Regions from separate parts of the Mus musculus genome. Here region 2 is linked to region 1. Evidence: chromatin contacts called from public promoter capture Hi-C data. All regions are on one chromosome and are shown on one strand. Each heading gives the region's core, a stretch centred on a gene start, on an enhancer-like site or on the middle of the called end of the contact. The rest is flanking DNA. Distances are from core to core; before and after follow the strand shown.

Region 1 (6,093 bases), core at 2,530-5,029:
TTACGTACTGTCCTGACAGCAATTCACCTTCCCTGTGGATAAAATAAAAATGGTTTAAAAATGGGGGAAGCTGAACCCAAGTGTAAAGGCCATGGATTCCACACGATGCCAGCAATGAGGAACGGGTAGCCCCACATCTTCCTTTTAAGAAGATTACTAAACTATGGAGACGTGGGGCTGGGGGTCAATGAAAAGGAAAGTGGGATGGGGAGGTAGAACGGACACTTTCTGCAAAGCCTGGGAGTTCCTGAGCTCAAAACTGGAAGAAAACTAACACTACAAGTTGTTATCAGACCTACACACACACACACACACACACAATCTCTCTCTCTCTCTAAATTAATTTTTTTAAAGATTTAGTCTATGTATGGGAGTACACTGTAGCTGTCTTCAGACACACCAGGAGAGTGTATTGAATTCCATTACGGATGGTTTTGAGCCATCGTGTGGTTGCTGGGAATTGAACTCAGGACCTCTGGAAGAGCAGTCAGTGCTCTTAACCACTGAGCCATCTCTCCAGCCCAATAAATTTATTTTTTAAAAAGAAAAAGATGTACGTTCATAGTATAGAAACCATTGCAATTAATCAGCTTGAGGTTAAAATTAGGCGTTATTAAGCATATGCATATATTCCATAGTGTATGAAAATACCCGTTTTTCCTTAGGCACAACCATGACCTTTACCCTGATAAACCCAGGGGTTTTATAGCACACATAATTGGGATAGGATTGGTAGGAGGAAGAGGACAGGGCTGTGAATGAATGCAAGTGATCTTATGTCATTACCTTTGATCTACATTTTGGATATTCATGGTCACCTGGGAGCACCTTGAAAGAAATTGGTACCCGGTCAGCTCTCCGATTGGCACAGAAAGCATCCCAGACTGCTCGATGGACAGCATTATAGACAACATCAAGGCCAGTGAGTGTAACAAAAGCCATCGGCCGGCAACATAACTCCACAGGGAAGTCCCACTGTGTGGGGCTCATGCTGAGGGCGTCAAGGAAAAATCTGAAACACAAATGCCAAGATAGGCATAATTAATTTTAAAAACCAACATCACTACCTAATTATAAACACTGCAAAAAGACAAAAGGCTTTGTATATACACAGTCAAGCAAATAGAAAAGAGCAACGTGAAAACTTTAATTACTAAGTCAGATTTATTAAAATTACTAATTGCACAATTTCAATTTCACAGAAAAGGTTGTACTCAGTTTTCAGATAAATTCTCTATTTCCAGTAATCTTTCAAAATGTATATCAAAGTGTGGAATGAACAGACTAAGAAAGCCGGTAAGTGAGGAAATTAAAGTAGTTCCAGCCTGGTATGCTGGCACATGCTGAAATCCCAGAGTGCAGGAGGCTGATACAGGAGGACCAAGTGTCCAAGACAGGCTGGTGTAAAACAGTAAAGTAAGACTCTGTCTCAAAAATCTTATTAAAAATATTCAAGTCATATACGTGCCCCGTTATCAACCACAGTCAATAAAAGTTAAAAAGCTATTGACTTACATATATATATATATATATATAAAAATCTAACTTTCTCTGATTTCTTTGGAATTACAATTATCTAATTTCTCAATACTTAGAATATAATTCATATAAAGTGTGAATTATTTAATAGCTGCTTTTTTGATTTTCATAATATAGGATGACATAATAGGTAAAGGAAAATGTCTAAGAGAGACACCAGTAATGAATGGAAATCCCTAGGGCATGTTGGTATTGTGTCCTTTCGTTAAGTCTACAATAAACGCAGGTATGCATTAACTTTACAAAATGACTGTACAAAAAAGGTGCTTATTCCAATCAAAAGGGTCACTATCTATTTAAAACAGTTCCTTATTTCTGACAGGATTTATCACCTGCTTTTTTAAACAGTGATCGCCATCATCACATTATACACACCACAAGGTAATCTCTGGGAAACTTTTAGTGTAAATGCCACCTGGTCCCTAAAATGTGGATTATTTCTACCTGAAACGCTAATCACCTTTACTAATTAGCTACCTCACACTCAAACGCTAAAGGAACAATGGATAGTGCAACATGAGTTGGAAAGCTTGCCAGAAATGATGTATCTACACCATAAGCTTGCAGAACTGCTTCAAAAGACCTTTGGGGAGGGTTGTGCTATGAGGGCAAAGAAATCCACAGCTTCTGGGGAGTAAGATGAAGAGCAAAATAGAAGTGGTCAAAATATAATATGGCTACCATATCTGCCTAAAACCAAACAGTCTAGATGAGAATGTGAAAGGGCCTTTTCCCTTGATCTTAGAGGCTCCAAAGAAATAGCTGTGGCCCTTGAATATTGACCGGCTATAAGGGGAAGTAGAATAAACTTGCAAAGTTTTAAAATTAGCACCACCTGAGAGGTATACAGCATGAATCAAAGAAAAAAAAAGTCAAAATTTCCAGCAGTTATGTTAGAAGGGAAAAGAGAAGTTGGCTCAGAAAGCACTCCTGAAAACCCATCATTGGAGAGGCAGAGGCAGGGGGCAGTTTCAGGCCAGCCAGGGCTATGGAGATATCAAAGACAGCCTCCCAACTCCCCCCCAAAAGAAAAAGAAAGATGTGGGATTTTAGATATATTCTATTTTAGCCAACAATATTTTCCAAACATCATTATAAGTTATCGATGAACTTGTAAAAACCTATTTGTGCATTGTCTTCAAGCCTGTGCGTATTTTATAGGAACTGCACACCCTCCGTTAAACTAGCAGATTTCAAGTGCTCTCTAGCCTTCCCTTAGTTACTGGCTCTCACAGCTGACAGTGTAAATCTTTTCCAACAACGTCATGAAAACTACACCAGCAATCCCGGCTTTATTCTACCTTACAAGCTTGGACACTTGCAATGGTCCTGACTATGCTGTAGGAAAATTTAAAAAGGAACGGAACAGGACAAGTGTTGACTGAATAGATTTCAGTGACACACAGGAAAGAAATCGCTTCCTGATTTCCCGGAAAATAATGGAGAAACCAAGCAAACCATTGACAGAGAGGGAACATGGAGAAGTACAAAGTTAAGTCCTCAGCACCAGATCACCTCGTCAGTGCAATCTATCATAGAAGAGAAACAAGCTAACCCAATCAGAGTATCTACTAAAGAAGACGGCTATCAATAAACAGGTGGTTTGGGATGCAAGTCACCGGCTAACAAGCAAGGATTCAGAGACATCCGATTGCAAAACGCTCAAATGAAGAACCAAAGGGCTGTCCCTAGGATCTCAGCATTAGGCTCTAGTAGCTGCCACTGGGCAAGGAGAATAACCTCAAAGTCCTAGAAACTGACATTATTTTCCTCCACCACTCCCACCTCTCTGGCAATAATTCTTTGCAGGGGAAGGAGAAACGCCAAGATTGCATCGGTGGACGCCAAGGGGAAACGCAGGCCACCAAGCCAGCCGGGATAGCCTGGCCTGGAAGGTCTCTGGGCCCAACTCACCCTGGCCGCACGCCCTGGACCCGCTGCAGCTGCGGCGAGTCGCCGTCAGCCCCGAAAGAGGCAAGAGAGCCAGGCAGGGGCGTCTAGGAATGCGGCCACCGACAAGCAACAGCCCCAGCCGCAGACCGGGCGACAGAAGGCGACACTTCCTTTTCCCCGCCTCCGCTGGCACAGGAAGCACTTCCTGGGCTTGAGTGACAGCACTCCACACCAGTCCTGGAATAGAACGGGTTTCCTTGTTAGGAAGGTGTTCCATTTCCTAGAGGAGAAAGAGTTGGGGGCGGAAAGAGAAGGAGCCAATAGGAGACGCGATCGTGAGAAGGGGCGGGGCTTCCTCGGTACCGCCCATCAGTAACTGGTCAGAGGTCTAGGTGTCCCTTAACGTGATCCCGGTTCCCGATCACACATAACGCGATCCTGGGTTCCCGGCCCACAATCGACTGCCGGTGGCTTGGTGCTGCCGAGGATCTGGAGCGCACGAGGTCGTACCCACGGCTGCGAGGAGGATTTCTCTAGACCGAGGCGCGGAAACGGGGTGCCCCGGCCTCCCGCCCGCTGCCCGCCCGTTCATCGCGGTAGCGAACGCCGTGCGCCCGGCACGATGGGTGCCAACGAGGACCAAGAGGTGAGAACCCAGGACTAGACACCCCTGTCCCGGCGCAGGTCACGACGTGGAGCACCCAGACTTCGCACGTGTCCTTTGCTCTGAGAACCTTCTTCGCCTGTCCGGATGTCCCACGTTGGTGGTTCCCCTGCCAGATAGCACTGGGCAACCTTATGGCCAGCAAGCACGAATGGGTTACGTGAGACTCAGCCTCCCGCTTCCCTCATTTGTCATTTTTGTATTTAGGTCTTCCTAGATTTCCTTGGTAAGATGAGTGTCCTTGGTCCACGACCCTAGAGCACTTGGCCGTCCTTAAATCCCTTGTGTGGCTTAGCGCTTGTGTGTCGAGTTATTCTGTCTTCAAATCTGAACGCCTTTAAATTTGAAAACTTGTGGTCTCGTGGAAAGGGTCGATCGAGTAAGTAAAATCTCTACAGAAAAATGAATGACCCTGGTGTTTCGGTTTCTGTCCATAATGCTCAGTGAAGTCACTCCTCAGTCTGTTGTTGAGGGATATACAATATTTTTGAGCATCCTCATGTCAATCAGAATTTTGTAGTTTGTGTTTTGGTTTTTGTTGTTGTTGTTATTGGTGGTGGTGGTTTGTTTGCTTTGCAAAATATCAAAGTCGGAAGGAATAGGTCCTATAAATCACCTGTCATTGAACTTTCCAACTCTGTAATGTGTCCAGATGAAAAAGGAAAAAGAGCACCCTAGCTTGGTGAACGTGGTAGAGTAAGGATTAGAAGATAAATCCCACCTGGCGGTAGTGGTGTACGCCTTTAATCCCAGTGTTAGGGTGGCAGAGGCAGGCTGATGTCAGAGTTTGAGACTAGCCTGGTGTTCCAAAAATGCCTTCTCAAACAAAGAAGACAAATCTTATGTAGCAGTAGACTCCTTGTGTAGTAGTAGATACATAGTAATTTGTTGTTTGTTTTGAATATGTTGCTTAAAAATTAACATTTGACAATGTGGGTGTTAATAGAATCTAGACTACAAATACTCCATACAGGAACCCCACATTCACAAGGTAATTGGTATCTGAATATCCTGCTAAAATATTCTTACCAGTTCAATGAATCCAAAGCATTAATAAATCCAGGTGAGGGAGACTAGAGAGGAAGGGTTAGAGACTACTAGTGAGTGGTTACAGACATAAATGGAGAAGAGGAAAGTCTAATGTCATTTTACACAGTGAATGACTCGTTTTACAGTACCCTGTGCATTTCATAATAGCTAGAAGAGCTTCGAATGATTCATTGACAAATAAGTGGTTGAAAACTTGGGGTGATAGTTGTAACAGGGACACTTACCAAAGAACTGCATTGTATCCCATAAATAAATACAATTTTTAAAATAGTTTTTTTTTTTAACATATATGAGTGTTTTGCCTACATATATGTATGTGTACCACTCGGGTGTCTGGTACCCAAAGAGGCTGGAAGAGGATGTTGGATACCCGAACTGGTGTTCTAGACAGCTGGGAACCACCATATAAGTGCTAGAAATTGAACCAGGTCTCTCCGTTCTTAACCCCTGAGCCATCTCTCCAGCCCCAACCAATAAAATTATTCTGTGTCAGTTTGAAAATAGTTCTTTCTCCGAGCAAAGCACAATGTAACACTTAATGGATTTGACTGCCGGGCCACCATCACCACTGGTTGCTGACTCCACCTCAGACCTAACGAGTCAGAATTTCTGTGGTAGAGTCCAGGAATCTTTGATTTCAGCAGCGAAGTTTTATTCTTCCTCATGATAGGTGTCTGGATCTTTGAAGATAGTTTCCTGCCCGGTTTTGAAGATACTGCCTTTGAAAAATAAAACAAAACAACTAAAAACACATCATATGTTTCCAGTTCACTTTTGTTCATGTATCTTAGTTCCTGTGCTGTCCTGAACTGAGTATAAGGACAGAATCCCCTCCATTTGCCTCTGCTGAAACCGTTGCATCACACTGTCTTCTGATTTACTGTCTGTCCACATCCACTTAGTGCTTTCTACAAAGTAGTTCATCCCACATCCTCTACTTATATATT
Region 2 (6,093 bases), core at 2,011-4,510, 1.4 Mb before region 1:
TATTTTTTTAAAAAGTCAATTGCTTTTATTGTAAAATACACAAAACTGAAATTTTACCATAGTAACCATTTTCACAGTGTAGTAGTAAATACATTCATGTTGTGTAACAATCATTATCCATTTCCAGAATTCCTCTAGCAGGCAATTGCATAGATACTCTGCCACCAAAGAACTTACGCTACCATGTCCAAAACTTTTTCTACCAGGCAACTGGACAGAAGCTCTGCCATCAAACAACTTGCCATTCTCCTCCCCAGAACCGCTTCGCATGAATTACATTATTCTAAGCCTCTTAGACATGGAATCATGTATTTGTCTTTTCTGACTAGCTTTCTTCATTTAGCATCATTTCTTAAACTTTCATGTATTAGGATTTCGTTCCTTTTCGTGATTGGGTAAAATTTCACTGTGTATGCAAGTGCCTGTATCAACATTTTATGTTCATAGACTCAGGTTGTTTTTATATTTTGAGTATTATAAATAACAATGCTATGAATCTAGATGTACAAATATCCAAGATGCTGCTTTGAATTCTTTTGAGCATATATCCTGAAATGTAATTGCTAGTTCATATAATTCTATTTACTATTTTCAAGAAAATACCATAATTTCCTATCCTGCTGTCTTATGTATCAACTGTGCAAAAGGCTTCCAATTTCTTTGAGTCTTATCCATCTTGTTGTCTATTTCTAGTTTTTGCAACAGCTACTTCTAAAATGGTAACTCTCCAAGTGGGGCTAAAATGAACCTCATTGTCTGACTTTGTATGCTTGGTGTGCAGGTACAGAGCAAAGTACCACAGTGAAGCTGTGGTTCTAGGGTAACTTTGTGAGCACAGGTGTGTCATAGAAAAGTTGTGAGGTTGTAGCCAGTTTTTTACTTCCACTGTGGAATCTAGAAGTTCTATTCAGGTTGTCAGGTTGCCTTTGGAATTACTTTGTACCAGTTGTGCTGTCTCCGTGGCCTTGAATGTTTTCTTGTGTTCTGGGATCTAATTCTAGTCATCTGGCAAGCACATTTACCTACCAGACACGATCATCTCAAAGGCCTTCACAGATTTTGATATGCAGTTCCTTAATGGGTAGTGTCTTAAGCGACTTTTTTATTGCTGTGTCAAAGCAACGTGACCAAGGCAACTTATAAAATAGAGCAATTAGTTGGGTTCCCAGTTTCAGAGGGTCAGAGTCCATGATAGCAGTGCAAAGGCATGGCATGGCAGCAGGGACAGATGACAACTCCCTTCTTAATCCAAAAGCAGGAGGCAGAGCAGTAGAAGGCTTTTGAGATCTTTGCCAAAGCTCACCCCTAGTGCCACACTTCCAACAAGGCACACCTTACTCCTTCCCAAACAGTTCCACCAACTGAGGACCAAGTATTCAAATACATGCATATAGAGGTTATTTTCGTTCAAATCATTTTTAGTGAAGTCCCTGTGTTTTCTTGTGTTGTTGGCTATTTGTATCTTCTTTGGAGAAATGTCTACTCAAACACTTTATATCTACCCTGACAGAATATTTTTTCATTAGTTAAAAATTAAGTGAAATACTGTCTTTGAGCCAACAAAATGAAGAAAAAAAGTTTCTCTTTGTTAATAATCAGGACCCCAAAAATATAAAATATATTGTTCAAAATAAGAGTCCTTTCTTGAGTCTGATGGCTGTGGTTGTGATCACACACACACACACACACACACACACACGATTAGACACCTAGACACTTAGTGAAGCTCACCTCTGGGTGTGTCTGGAGGGCATTTCCAGAGACATCATGTGGGCTCTGATCTCATCAATGAAGTGACCCTTGATGGATTCATAATATGCTGGCATTATTAGCAGGTGGTGATAGGGAGGAGGTGGCGCCTAGGTGGAAGAAGGTCACTAGAGGTATCTCTAGCATTATACCTTGCCCTGGCCTCTTCCTGTAGGCCAGATTCTCCAGTCTTATAATTCCACAAACTGCTGCTCTGTAGTGCCATGAAGGACTGAACCCTCTCAAAATGTGAGTCAACACATCTTTCCTCACTGTGTTAGCTATTCTGTCATGGCTCTGACAAACAATACACTCGTAGTCCCTAGGATATAATGTTAAGTTTGTGCTTGCTTCCTTAGTACCTTTATTTAAGTGCTGAGAACTTATTATGGCTGTAACAAATTACTACAAAGTTAGATGTATAAAACAACTCATTGATTTGGATTAGGGAGCTGTGGAGGTCAGAAATCTAAAATCCAGGCATATTTGAGTTCTTTCGGGGTAGAAGCCACTTCTCCCCTCTTTTCAGTCTTCCAGAGATGCATGCATTCTTTGGCTCATTGACTCTTCCACACATCACTCAACTATTTTGTGTCCCAGCTCCTACAACTAACTGGCTTGGAAGCTTTTGCCTCTCCCTTTTATAGGGATTTATAGTGGCTGATTACACAATGAGCTCCTGGATAATGTAAATTTAATTGCATCAGCTAAATTCTTGTGCCAGATAAAGTAACATATTCGTGTACTCTGGTGATTAGAGGATAGAGATCAGGAGTGTACTGCCATTCCTGACCCTTAGATGTGTCAACAAGAAATTAAGGCACTCAACCGTCTATAGAGATCATTTTTTATATTGCTTAAAGTGGACCTTCACCATCAGAAGGGCCATCCTTTATGGGTTACCTGCCCCGGTGCATATTAACTATGCTTGAATTTGAAATTTTTTCCTCCTTTGACACGGGCCTCACGATATAGCCCTGGCTGGCCTGGAAGTCACTATGTAGAACACAGGGATTCCTCTCCCTCTACTCCCAAGTGCTGAGACCAATGGCATCCGCCACCAGGACTGGTTCGTGTAAACAGCGTTTTGCTGAAATAAAATCGAACAAAACACACAGTCGTCCTCCATTTTTATTATTGTCATCTTGTTACAGAATTACAAGATTACAGCGTCTTTTTAGGAAACCATCCCGGACGTCTAGACCTACCGCAGCGTCGTGGGTAGGCGAGCAGGTGATGCCCTGGACAACAGGGAGGCCTTGGTGGCCTCCTTTCCATGAGCCTCCGAGACCTCGCGAGGTCCTGCCGAGAAGCTGTCGCCCCTGCAGCGCCGGCCTGATCACTTTGACCGGGTCTCCCGGAACTACGGACGACAGGAGCGCAGCCCTCACCCTCGCCGGCAGAGACTCGGCTCCGCGCTCGCCCCGCCTTTCCCCTTCCGCTGAGTCCAACCCCCGGAGCTTCCGCCCGCGCTCAGGCGTGCGCCGGTCTCCGTTAGCTTCTACCGCGGGGGAGGGAGAACGGTGGAGGTGTGGCTGCGCGTGCGCAGAGCGAGCGAGAACCCGAACGCTCCGCGGGGCGCAAGAGTCCGTGGCGGCCACAGTTCGCAGGTGAGCGGCGCTCGGGCTTCCGCATCCGGTCGGTCTCCAGCGGGCGAGACGGCCCTCCCCTGCGTTCGGGGTCCGTTTCCCCGGTTCAGTGCCCGACGGAGGCGAGCACCCGGGGTGGGTACCGCCGAGCCTCCACGGTGGGGGGGACACAGGCTGTCCTCAGCCCTAGGCGCCGCCACCTCGGCCTCGCTAGCCCGCAGGGCGAGCGACGTGGTAACCGCTATTAAAAAAAAAAAAAAAAAAAAAAAAACGATAGCCCGGCCCGCAGGACGCGAGAGGAGGCGTGGAGTCGGGGTCCGAGCCCACGGCTGCCCCTCTCCGGGCGCTTGAACCCGAACCCACAGCTCTGAGGCACTGAGTGTGAAGAGGCAACCGACTGGGGTCCTGGAAGAAGCCCCAGACTCCTGAAAACCAGGTGTTCAGTTTGAGCCAAGATTTTTGTATGCTTAATTTGGTGCCCTATTGTGTCCATATCGACAGATAAGGACTTATCTCAAATGTACAAAATGCCGTTTTTAATGACAGGTTATTCGAGTATTCTTTCTGGTGTATTGGGAAAGCGCTGTTATTTCTACTGCTAGTTCTGCATAAGCTAAAACATCACTCTCCAAGTAACTTCCAGGTAGCTTTGACAGCAACCTGGCTCGATCCACCAGAGGGTTGTTAGAGTCTCATGAACCATCCTTTGATTTTTATCCTTCTCCCGTGTGTTGTAAGATAATCTTAACGATCCTATAAAGCTACAATTTTTCTTGCCTATTCCCGAATGTAAGTTGAATTAGAAGCAACCTTGATGTAAATTTTGGCAAAAGAATCGTTAATGAGGGAGATCGTCCGCTAAGTTTTCCTGGAACTTAAGTTTGTGTGTGTACAGCCACTCTTGCCCAATAGAAATTCTGACTATAAACACCAGAAATTTGACATACACTAGGCAGTGGGCCACCTCTCCAGCGGAGAGAGGGACATTATCAAAATACGCTGGAAACATGATGGTTTTATTCTGTTTACATAGGAGGCAGAGTAAGAACCTGGGCTGAGCCTTAAATCTCCAGACCTCTTTGTGGGATAAACCCAACTGTTGTAGGTCTTTTTCTAGACACTGGATGTATAAAGGTGAACAAGAAAGACCTCTGGAGCGCCCAGTCTGGTAAGAGTGGCTATACCTCCACCTCCTCCTCGCCCCATCCTCTCCTCTCTCCATCTTTCTCCAGAGCTCAGGTGATCCTCTTAATTTGGCTTCACTAGTAGTTGATTTATAAGCACACGCTATAAGGGGTCCAACGCTAGCCAGTCTCGTGAGGAGACTCCCGTAGGCAAAGTTTTAGACAAATCTCTTCCCGTTCTGCTCTTGGACCCCTAGAAACTAATTAGACGAGACAGCATCAGTGTGGAAGACCACAGTACAATTTCCTGTGTCCTTCATCCGGTGCCATTCACCGTCTCTTTTGAGAAATGGCCTTGTTTGGCCTAGAACTCACCAAGTAGAAGACTGGCTGGCCAGCAAGTCCTTAAGGATCCACCACCTCAGCACCATGTTTACAAACACACGCCAGCGCCCTCTCCTCCCCCCAACTGGAGCACTGGAACTATTTAAGCTTTTCTATCTCACCCAACCTACTTCTGAATAAACCTAAGCATACACTTCAGTAAGATGTCACATGTCTGTTAGTCAAGATGTACTACTGTTTCTGAGCAAACCATTAATAACTTCTGTTACGATGATGACTGCTTTTTTCTTTAATAAACTTATTGGGGGACACACTCATTAGTACTTGTGGAGGTTGGGAGGACCAGGGCTTAGTTCTCCTGTTCCATCCTGTAAGTCCCAGGAACCAAACTCAGGCTGGCAGGCTTGGTAGCAAGCACCATTACTGACCCAGTGATCTCAGTGGTCCTAAACTGACTTTTCGGTTATGGCTACGATTCTGCAAACTATCTCATCATTTAGTGATTTTTTTTTTTGTCTAGTATGAAATTCTTCAATTTCAAGAGATTTACGTTAGAGCTCGTACAATGTATTTTTAGGTTGATTTAGTGCTGGGTCTATCCATTTGGGAAGTACTTATCCTAGATGAGATAATATTGCCCTTAACACTTGAAACTCCAGGACTACTCAATTTAAATTTCCATCCATTTCTCTTATATTACCATTTAGTAACAATTTGGAATTTCCATAGATCAGTGACATTTCAAACTCATTGATGAGACCCCCCCCAGTAAGAAACAAGTTTTATATCAAGTACTACTATATGGAATATATATAAAGATAGAAATAAATTTCATGAAACATTACTTCAAATGTGGCATGCACTTTTCAATTTTTATACTGCTGTGCTTTAAAGATTAGCATGGCCTACTGAATTTATCTTACATTGAGCTATGACATGTGGTTTATTATAATACTTGAGGTTGTGCTTTCAAACTGTTCTTTTGAAATTTAAGGAAACATAAAAACCATTATAATTGCAAAGTTATTAGCCAGAAATGATAGAGGAGGGAAACAGCCAACTGTAATTTCAGGCCTTTATTGTTTTCAATAAGCAATAAGTTATCTTACAAAAACAAAACAAAACAAAACAAAAACCATTTAAGGAGGGGGAGCTAATTGGGTTATAAAGGTCCCTGCCATTTGTTCAGTGAGTATTTTGACTTTTTTTTTAACGTGAGTGGCTAGAATGCTATCTAATATTCTGGGGATCCTGCCCTAACTGGCCTTTCCTCAGTTTTGTCCCCT

Evidence for each region. Promoter capture Hi-C pulls out the DNA fragments that hold promoters and counts their contacts.
Region 2: a contact with region 1 is called in a promoter capture Hi-C map of pre-B cells, with 11 times the contacts expected there. The contact joins the promoter of Cfap97 here to the promoter of Rwdd4a in region 1. A contact is called at or near these places in 7 of 39 promoter capture datasets (the C10 cell line, the HPC-7 cell line, hippocampal neurons and 3 more), 5 of 484 Hi-C or Micro-C datasets (B cells, CD4 T cells, CD8 T cells and 1 more), 2 of 115 datasets of contacts at active chromatin or transcription factors (fibro-adipogenic progenitors and microglia) and 2 of 9 other capture datasets (adipose tissue and liver).

What each region holds. Positions count from the first base shown.
Region 1 is chr8:47,529,866-47,535,958 of GRCm38.p6, forward strand. It overlaps Rwdd4a (RWD domain containing 4A), which reads left to right and starts at 3,780. Exons shown (of 8, transcript NM_203507.3): 1 at 3,780-4,078. The coding sequence starts at 4,055. Trappc11 (trafficking protein particle complex 11) reads right to left here and starts at 3,605. Exons shown (of 30, transcript NM_177240.3): 1 at 3,454-3,605; 2 at 787-1,012. The coding sequence starts at 990.
Region 2 is chr8:46,160,391-46,166,483 of GRCm38.p6, forward strand. It overlaps Cfap97 (cilia and flagella associated protein 97), which reads left to right and starts at 3,261. Exons shown (of 5, transcript NM_025747.4): 1 at 3,261-3,359.